Regions from separate parts of the Macaca mulatta genome. Here all the other regions are linked to region 3. The links are chromatin contacts, called in public Hi-C maps. All regions are on one chromosome and are shown on one strand. Each heading gives the region's core, a stretch centred on a gene start, on an enhancer-like site or on the middle of the called end of the contact. The rest is flanking DNA. Distances are from core to core; before and after follow the strand shown. Region 1 holds the start of RAD1 (RAD1 checkpoint DNA exonuclease). Region 2 holds the start of TTC23L (tetratricopeptide repeat domain 23 like). Region 3 holds the start of RAI14 (retinoic acid induced 14).

The links. Hi-C and Micro-C count contacts between places; a contact is called where the count stands out from the background.
Region 1: a Hi-C map of fetal cortex germinal zone shows a contact between it and region 3, with 2.9 times the contacts expected there. The contact joins the promoter of RAD1 here to the promoter of RAI14 in region 3. A contact is called at or near these places in 2 of 14 Hi-C or Micro-C datasets (fetal cortex germinal zone and fibroblasts).
Region 2: a Hi-C map of fetal cortex germinal zone shows a contact between it and region 3, with 2.1 times the contacts expected there. The contact joins the promoter of TTC23L here to the promoter of RAI14 in region 3. A contact is called at or near these places in 2 of 14 Hi-C or Micro-C datasets (fetal cortex germinal zone and liver).

What each region holds. Positions count from the first base shown.
Region 1 is chr6:35,975,395-35,978,505 of T2T-MMU8v2.0, forward strand. It overlaps RAD1 (RAD1 checkpoint DNA exonuclease), which reads right to left and starts at 1,529. Exons shown (of 6, transcript NM_001261160.1): 1 at 1,426-1,529; 2 at 705-982. The coding sequence starts at 902. BRIX1 (biogenesis of ribosomes BRX1) reads left to right here and starts at 1,723. Exons shown (of 10, transcript NM_001261247.1): 1 at 1,723-1,907. The coding sequence starts at 1,749.
Region 2 is chr6:35,899,378-35,902,947 of T2T-MMU8v2.0, forward strand. It overlaps TTC23L (tetratricopeptide repeat domain 23 like), which reads left to right and starts at 1,730. Exons shown (of 10, transcript XM_028849371.2): 1 at 1,730-3,570. The coding sequence starts at 3,199.
Region 3 is chr6:35,720,300-35,723,441 of T2T-MMU8v2.0, forward strand. RAI14 (retinoic acid induced 14) reads left to right here and starts at 1,634. Exons shown (of 17, transcript XM_078004652.1): 1 at 1,634-1,755.

The DNA.
Region 1 (3,111 bases), core at 279-2,778, 250 kb after region 3:
CCACTATACCATGTTGCCGCACGAGGACGAGAACCATGTCTTATTTACCTCTCTATCCCTGAGGTCATGCTGTGCACTTACGTGTTAAAAAAAATGCTTAGTTGAATTTGCAATCCTATCTGAACCATACAAATATTACTTTGGAAGAACAAAAATTCTATTACAACCAGTAAAGGGAAAAAATACTCTTTAGTAACAGCAAGGTGGTAGTATCGCAGTGGTAAAAAGAGCAGATATTCTGGAAACAAATGTTCAGGGTTCTTATCCCAATTCAGCCACTTACCAGCTGTGGGACTGTTGGCAAATCACTTAAAATTGTGCCTCGTTTCCACATATATAAAACGGGAATAACAATAGAACCTGTCTTATAGGACTATTGTTAAAATTAAATAAGTTAAACACTAAGAAGACTGTAGCCTAGCCGATAGTCTAGTTTAATAAACTTTAGTCATTACTAACCATTATCTCTGTAAAACAAGATGGGAAAAGAATTTGTTACCGGGAGAGAAAAAAAAAATTCAAGTAATGACGTTTGTTCTCTAACGTAAGACTATTAAGTTATTTATCTATTATTTATTATGACTATTGACTATTAAGTTATTATGAGTATTAAGTTATTTATTATGTCTACTAAAACCTTCGGATTTCATTAAATTGCATTTAGAATATCTATGGCACAGGCTTAAAGGCGCCTACTTCCATACCTGAATAAAAGCATTTGCTTGCACACACTTTGCATTTTCCACTGTTACTTTGATACCATTTTTAGTTGCGAAACACGTGGCATGCTCTCGGAAATGAATAGCTTTCAAAATAGTGGAGAGATTCCTAACGTTGTCAAGGCTGGCCACAAGGCTGTACTGATCATCCTCATCTTGGATCTGCTGGGTCAGAAGGGGCATAGTCCACTGCGCATTCGGCCCGGAGGGAAATGCTCCTGGGGCCAACACCTGCTCCGCGAATCGCGAAACACCTGAAGGGACTGGACAATAAAACTCACATCAGTGCAGGCGAGGTCTGGCGAGCTCCACCTGCGCTGAGAGGTGGACGGGGGCTGGGCGGCTGAACTCAGCTGACCAGGCCGAACCCCACCTATGTCACTTAATTGTCTTTGTAATTTTGCGGGAAAATTAAGTTACTATTTCCTCGTCTCTGTAAGAGGACAATAACGTGAAAAGTTGTGAAGAATGAAGACACGCAACTGACACGGTATCTCCGCTTGGGGCCAGCTTCTCCCGGCCAAACAAACAGGAGCTATGAATCCGACCGCGGCACCAGCCTCGCTTCCAACAGAACAGGCGATGGAGGGGAGCGCCCAGAGTGTCCAGAAGATCCCCCAAGAGTCCCACACAAGCCCATTCACCAGCCCGCCCGCGGGACAGCATCGCTTATTAGTCTCGGGGTCCCCGAGTGCGGACACCCTACCTTTGCGGTGGGGTCTGGACGCCCGAGAGACCTTCCCAGGAAAGTCCCTGAGGAGGAGCTAGACAGCTCTGAGAAATCGCGTAGGAAGTGGAGCCGGTCCCGCCACTCTTCAGACCTGCCCTCCACTTCCGCCACCGTCACCACAGAGCTGAAGGAGGCCTAGAGAGCCGCGCGTGCAGCGCCACTGAGACCGGAAGGAGACACCGCAGACCTGGAGGACAACCGCGTAGCTGAGCGCTTAGAGCCACCGAACCATAGAGATCGGAAAGAGGAGCGAGAGGCAACGCCGGAAAACAGGCCAAGAGCGCAGGCAGTAAGGCAAGATGGCGGCAACCAAGAGGAAACGGCGTGGAGGCTTGGCAGTGCAGGCGAAGAAGCCAAAAAGAAACGAAAAAGATGCCGCGCCGCCAACTAAGCGGCACACCACCGCAGAGGAGGTGGAGGAAGAAGAGAGGGACCGGATCCCAGGCCCCGTTTGCAAGGTAGAAGGGGATGCCCCCGGGCTACACCGGCGGCGGCGGCTCTGTGCGCCTTTTCTTGGGTTACTTACTTGACTACAGCTCTGCTAATTTCAGAGTAGCCAGAGTGTTAACGGTAGGTCGATTTTAGCAATCCTCCCAGCCAGACTGGGCACCGAGTTTTCAGCTAATCCTTGTGCACGTGTCCGCCCTCCTGGAGGCGGCGGGTTTTAAAATCTTTACCCGGCCCACGGGAAAGCGACTTACAGGGTGCTCAGATCTAGCGTTTTGTCTTCGTAGTTGTTGAGTTGTTTTGTTTTGTTTTGTTTTTTAAATATTTTTGAAAAGTAGGGCTTTTCCTTGGCTATTTCTCGCTGTTGAGTATTTCTTCCAGTGATTAGTATGCCCATATACTGCCATAGTCAGCCACTCTCAGTCAGGGATCCTACAGTTTGTTAGGTGAGCCTTTAAAAAGTTGTTGCCCTTAGGACTGTGACTCTGATTTGTTAACCAGTTTTCAACTCAAGGGATAATGAAAAATAGGCTAGGTACTATGAGCTTTACTTGTATTCAACAGACATTGAATGTGCCATGCATTTGACCAAGTTAGGCATCCTTTGGGTTTGAGATTGCAAAGGTGACTAGCATGTGACCCCTTCCTCCTGAAATGTTGGAGTTTAGGAGGAAACTTAAGAATTCAAATAAGTTGATGGTTTTTATTCAAAAGAAGTGCACGTTAGTTGGAATTAGCTAGATTTCCTTCAACTGAGAACTCATCTTAAGCTAGACAGAATACTGTGAAGGCAAGGATTATCTTTGACATTAATTTCTGCGTCCTCCGCACTTAGCAGAGTAGTCTAGCACGCAGTAGGTGTTAAGTCAATGACCCCGTGTGGTGTGATGGCAAGCTCTAGGAAAGGAGTGTGAGCTCTGAGGAATAAAAGATAAGTGTAAATTCTAGCCCCGCTCTTTTCTGCGCTCTTTTCTGACCTGCAGATTGGGGCCGGGGAGGGGGGAGAGAATATTTACTTTTTATGAAAAATAAGCTGGGCTTGTACACTTCCAATAAATGTTAGTGTTCTCACTCTTCCCTTAAGGAGCTAGATAGTATCCATAATCTGAGCTATACTTTGATACATTCTATGGAAATGCAAGAGATGGAGATTACGTTTACCCTAGTATAATAAGATAAAGAATCATGAAGGATTTAGTCTTTAAGCTGCATATC
Region 2 (3,570 bases), core at 480-2,979, 180 kb after region 3:
CCCCATTAAACTTGCTCCTACCTCAGGGCTTTTGCACTTGCTGTTAACATCTTAGAATGTTCTAGATATTTGCCCAATTTGTTGCACGATTTGAGGTCTCTTCTCAACGTCATCTTGTCAGAGAGGCCCTGTTTAACCACACTATGTAAGATAGCACACCCCTCCCGCCATGGCCACATCACCTTCTAGATCCCTCACTTGGTTTTATTTTTCTCCATAACTGTTTATCACGTTTTCGTTTTCTTTTCCTTTTTTTTTTTTTTTTTTTTTTTTTTGAGATGGAGTCTTGCTCTTGTCACCCAGGCTGGAGTGCAATGGAACAATCTCGGTTCACTGCAACCTCTGCCTCCCAGGTTCAAGCGATTCTCCTGCCTCAGCCTCCCGAGTAGCTGGGATTACAGGTACCTGCCACCACGCCCAGCTAATTTTTTACTTTTAGTAGAGACCGGGTTTCGCCATGTTGGCCAGGCTGGTCTTGAACTCCTGACCTCGTGATCCACCTGTCTCAGCCTCCCAAAGTGCTGGGATTACAGGCATGAGCCACCACACCTGGCCCACTTTTTCTTAAGGCGACTCATCTAGCTAAGGAAGTGAGTGAGTCCTGAATTCCAGCCCACTCTCTGTTCCCAAAGCTGTACTCCTTAGCAGCGGTCTGAGTCTGGCTGGAAGAAGAGGCTTTTCCCAAATTCATACAATGTTGCGGCATACTTCCTAAGCCTTATGCCTTTTTGTAACTTGCAGAGACACTATTGTTTACTAGCAGCTGTGTTTTTCTTCATCTAGTAGAACAGAAATTCCTGGAAAGCAAAATCATTCTTATTTGTTCACTTTTGCTTTCCTACTGCTTGTAACATTATCAGGCACATAGTAGGTATTCCACAGATATTTTTGTCTGGTTGGAAGGATAGATGTATGGAGACTGGAGAAACTTGCAAATAAACAGAAATGCCAGTACAATGTGAGAATCAGGATGAGCTTGTGGACAGGATACTGCGGGAGTTCAGAAGCAAGGCATCTAACCCTCTCTTGAGAGGCCTTAACAATGTGTTCCAAGAGAAAGTTTATTTGGATTTCCTTGCCTTAAATTTCACAGTTCCTGGAGATAGAATAGTTTGGAGATAATCATATTTGATTTGGGGTTGTAAGAGCCTAGAAAACTCTCCAGACTGCTTCCTCTATGCAATTTCTGCAGTAGCAAATTTCTCACCTCTACCTCCAGATCAGGGGAGAGAATGTGAATACACACAGTGGAAAAGCACTATCCACTTCGATTAGTGGGATTCCACCCCAGAGTTAGTGAACAAACCTAAAAAGTGTATATACTACAACTAAAGCTTACATTTGGGGGACAGGGTTAACGTGGCAAGGAAAGAAAATACCACAGAACTTCAAGAGTCTTCAAAGTTCTGGCTGGACGGTGGCTCACACCTGTAATCTCAGCACTTCGGGAGGCCAAGGCAGGCAGATCACCTGAGGTCAGGAGTTCCAGACCAGCCTGGCCAACATAGTGAAACCCTGTCTCTACTAAAAATACAAAAACTAGCCAGATGGTAGTGGCACAGGTACTGGCCTGTGATTCCAGCTACTTGGGAGGCTGAGGCAAGAGAATTGCTTGAATGCGGGAGGGAGGTGGAGGTTGCAGTGAGCCAAGATCACACCACTGCACTCCAACCTGGGCCACAGAGTGAGACTTCGTCTCAAAAAAAAAAAAAAAAAAAAAGTCGTCAAAGTTCTTTCATTTTGATTTATAATTTTTACAGATGCAGGCAACGTGCTTCTGGTCAGAGCTAATGAAATGGAGGCCGAATCAGAGCGTTAGCTTCAGGAATGGGAATTCAGCGTCTGTTCTGGTTCCACTTCCCTTCACAATTATCAGCAAAAGCAAAGATTTAGAAGACATTACCGTTAATATACTTAGAAACAATCCCATAGCCACTTCCTACAATGAAAGAACACTAAAACCTTTCAATTTGATGACCAACTTAACAAGGGGTGAGAGAAATAAATGTTGGAGAACAGGAAACAGAGTCTTCCTTTTTACTGCCATACATGTTAAATACTGTTCATGGAGTCACAAAAATCGTTTACCCCTTACAGAAACCTGGAACCAGAAGGAGCTTCAGAAACTAAGTGGTACAAGTACTTTCACTGTATAGGCAAGAAAACTGGGACCCACACACTTGTCAGAACCAGAACCTTGACATTCTGAAATCAAGTTCATTGCTGTCATCATTGTTCCATGCTGAGAGTTTTCTTAGGAAAAACGAGGAAGTGGAGGAATCTTTCCAAAATTGTGACTATGGAGCTCGAAGGTACTGATTTAAATCTTGAGTTAACAGACCATACAGGCTTTACTTAAGAGATATTCAAGCAAACTCATTTAAATAACTCCTCCAAGCTAACCCTAGAAAGGCTTTCTTGGCAGTCTTGGATCAATGGCAATTAAACTTCCATCCTCGAGCTGGAAATAACAAACACCAAACGTAAATACCATCTGTCACATTCTCAATGTTCTCCTTGTCTCTCTACCTAGTCTGCTCTTTTCTGAAAACAACTGGGACACATTCACTCCAACTTGACTTGCCATAGGCCTAGTCTGTGATAGGTTTCATAATAACATCCTTCAACATAGCGTTGTTAAGAGCTGGCGCTGTTTGGGTATGGCCACAACTGCCTCTGCTCCTTCTGTGCATTATACACACTGTGTATTCCAGACACTGTGTATTCCAGACACTGTGTATTCCAGACACTGTGTATTCCAGACACTGTGTATTCCAGGCCAACGAAGGGGTAAGATATGGCTGCATTATTTAGGGCTAAGTGCTAAATGTGCCCGACTCCCTCGCTGAACAGCTAACCATTAGCAGACCTTAGAGTAGTTGATTTCTTAGCCTACTCACTTCCTGCAATCCGCTTTCCTAACCAGGCCTAGCTCCAATCTGACTGGGTAGAACAGACGATGCCAGCACAGTCAACAGCCATATCTAAGCCTTTCCTCTGGGGTCCACGAAAACAAAACTCCCGAGGAGCTGTGGGGGTGCTCCGTAGCAAGGGATCGTCGCCGAATCCAGCCCGCACACGTCGCAGCTTTAAATAGGTAGGGTCGTGGGGCCTAGTGCTCCCTTCCATCTTTGGACGGAATGTATCTTCTCTTCCTATGCCTTCACCTCCGAGTGGTAAGGTCTCGTGAGATACAATATGCAGAGGCCAGTTTTGGGGCGAGCCGGAGGCCGTGAGCGTCTAGCCTGCCGGGACGGGAAAGCGGAGGGTGCCGTAAGAGCTGCTGTAGGCTCTAGCCAACAGGGACTCTCCGAACCGGAAGCGCCCCGCGTCGCTATGGCTACAGGCGCTCGCTGCAGGCCCGTAGCGTTCCGTCCCCATGGCAACGGTATTGTCTCCTTGGCCGGAACCTGGGTTGCGGAAGATAAAGGGGACCTCGCAGGCTGTGTAACTTCTGCGAGGCACCGCTTTGGCGCCCGGACCGAGATCGGCCAGGATCAGGAGGCCGACGCAGCGGGAAGAAGCCGCGCAGTCGGGCTGAGGGAGCGGGGAGGCTGGTTCCGGGGCGTG
Region 3 (3,142 bases), core at 384-2,883:
CCTTCAAAATGTCAACTGTTCCTACAGAATACACACATGTCGAATTTCCAAGACAGCATTGTCTACCTGTAACGCATCAAATCCCATCCTCCCAGCTGCCCCTACTTGAACGAGACTGACCTGCAAAAATAGAGGAGAAAGCTCACAGGCAGTAATGTTCCCCTTAAATACCCTATAATATGTCATTAACAAGAATCACAATGAAACACTATTGTAGAAATTGCCAGCATTAAACCAAAAGAATGTTGGCCAGTTCACATTTCTTTTACAGTGTGACTTTGTTTGAGAGAGGGATAAAGGACAGGAAGGGGAGTGTACACTTGGCTAAGGAACCTTTGCTGCATGATGGTAGGAAGTGAAGACCCTGCAGCTGGTTACAAGGCTTTTGATCCTTGTTTGTCAAGTTCAACTGTCAAAGGGGAGATAAGTTGTTACCTAGTAGGGAGACGGAGGAAGGAGAAGGGGATGCAGTAGGGGGAGGGAACAGGTAAAATCTGCCATACAAATGTTAATATGCTGCTGAAATTTAGGATGAATTTCAATTTTGTTGGAATCGGCCTTTTTACCCTCTTAAGTTCAATTGACTTACAGTAGATCCCAGAAAGAACTCAATACCAGTTATTTATTCTAGAAAGCTTTCTTCCCTGAGCAAAGGAGGCAGAGCTAACGAGGAGAAGGGAGGAGCTTTGGTGAATAGAACTGAAGTCACAGCTGGTTAGCATGACTAGAATGCGTGGAAAAGCCGGCCCAAATTAGATGAGTGGGTAGATAGAGAGCTTTGAAATCCTTGGAATTAATGGAGGAGTCCATCGTAATTCAAAGGTCGGGCCTTAGTGGGCTGGGATAGGGAGAGAAGCTGTCGGGAACCTGGGGCAGTGAGCCTGTACCCCGTGGCTTCCCACACACTATTTTGAAGGCGTTCCCATGCGCAATCTCGCCTGTTAGTTCAGTCTGTAGGTTTCTCCTTTCTAACTCCTGAGCAGAACAGCACTGAACGGTGGTAGTCTTGCCTTGCCACCCAAACAGTGCTAGGAAACAGTCACTCCAACCAATTGGTTCAGTCCGGAGAACGTGAGCGCATTCTACTTTACTTTCTGTTCAATGATTTTGGAAAACAACCTTTTAGATTCTGGTTAGAAGGGGCTTGGATCCGTGACTTTGAAACACTCGCCACTACCACAAACGACTTTGGAAGTTAATCAGAAATAAACAGTATCTGGGATCTCATCCGTCCTAAACCCAGGGGTCAGAGCACGGGGGGCTTCCACTAACTTCAGGTTAAGAGGATGAAACAGATCCGCGGAGAAGGGTCCCACGATCCCTGGAGACTAAAAGCAAGCCACGAACAGCCGGGACGCGCGGACCCGGGGGATGCGCCGGGGGCTGGAGGGCGGGGAGCAACCCCCCCAGGTCCGGGCCGGAGCCCGGGGCCAGGTCACCTGACTCGCGGAATTTGGGGCCGCGCGGGGTGGAATGGGAGGGGAATGGTTAGCGCCTCCCTTCCCGCTCCCGCTGGATCCAGGTCGGCGGGGGCCGGCGCCCGGCGGCCACGTGGTGGTGCTGCCGCTGCCCCCGCCCCGCCCGCCCAGCCCTGGAGCTCGGCGCCCACTGACCCCCGCAGCGGGGGAGGAGTAGGGACAGCGGCGCAGGAAGCCGAGCAGGAAGCGAGCCCGGCGGCCGCGTTTTCCTGGGGAAGCGGCGGGCGTGGTGGAGCAGCCAGCAGGGTCCGGGGAGCTCCGCCGCCGCCTCGATGGGGTGAGTGCGCGGCACGGAGTTGGGAGGCTCCCGGCGCGGGGTCCCAGGCTCGTGTCCCCGCCTTTGTGTCTGGAGCTTGGGCGCGGGAGGCGCTGGGGACTGCGCCCAGGCGGAGCGACTGAGCAGGCTGCAGCCGGGATCCCGCCACCTCTCCCTGGTCCACCGCCGGCCGCCAACTGTCTGCGGAGAGCAGATGTGGGGACAAGAGGAAGGGGAGGAAGGTGGAGATCAGGGTAGAGCGGGAGGACCCGGCCAAGTTAGGAGAAGGGTTCTTCCCCGGTCCTCTGCGACTCGCAGGCCGGCTGGGGCGGGGCGCGGGGCAGGGGCTGCGGCGGAGGGAGCGCGGGTGGGAATGAATGAGCAGACCCGGAGGTGCACCCTGGAGTCTGCGCCCGGTCCCACCTGCTTCACCCCGCGCGGAGCCTCGCTCCCCCTGCGTCCGTGCTGCTGAGCCCAATCCGCCTCCAGGCTGAACTTGGAGGAGGTGGGGAGGGAGGTGAGAGCGGGAGACTCCGGGTGGCTTCTGGGACTAGGGGTCCGCTATTGTTCCTCCTCTGACTCCAGGGAGCCCCTCGGCCCGCCCAAAGGCGGGGGCGAGACCCCTCTGGGCCTGCCCCTGCCCCCTGCCCCCTGCCCCCTGCTTTGTTTTCCCCGCCACAGCTCAGGGAGTTAGGGCAGACTCGGGGCCTCCGGGACTTCGGGAGGAAGGAGGACGTGGAGCCACCAGAAAGGCGCCCGCCATGTCCCGCGACCCCTGCCTGGGGCGGGGGGAGGGGGTGTTGTCCTCAACCACCTTCGCTGCCTTCTTGGGCTGGTTGGTGTCCTCGGTTTAGCTCCTGCTGTTTGCAGGGTTCACCTGCTAACTCCTTTGAGTTTCGCATCCCCCTTTTGTGGAGGGGGCTCAGAGCCTGGAGAAGCAACAGACGGGGAATTAAGGCAGATGTAGCCCAGCACAGCTTGGAGGGGTCCGAAGTGGCCTCACGGAGGCCTGAGCATGGCTGCCTTTCCAGGCTTCCTTTTATTTGCCAGGAGCCCAGCTAAGTCCAACTTTACTCCCAGAGATGTTGAAGAGAATCTGCGGACTCGAGGCCCCTCGCCTCGGGACCAGTGGCTTCTATTCGCCGCAGCTCACGGGTGATCTGGGTGGGATTCCGTCTTCCTTCCGGGAGAGGAGAATGCCCAGCTGCCTGGGATGGGGAAACGTTGCCGGATCTCTGGGGAATGTGGTCTCAAGGCTGCAGGGGCCTGGCAGAGAGGAACTGTCCATCACTAGGACATAGCCGAAGCTCGTCTTAGCCAAGAGAGTCTCACCTCCGCGGGCTTTGCACAGAGTTGGAGAAGAGGTCAGGAATCACAGGGAGGCTGGATTTTGGCTACTCTGTCCCCA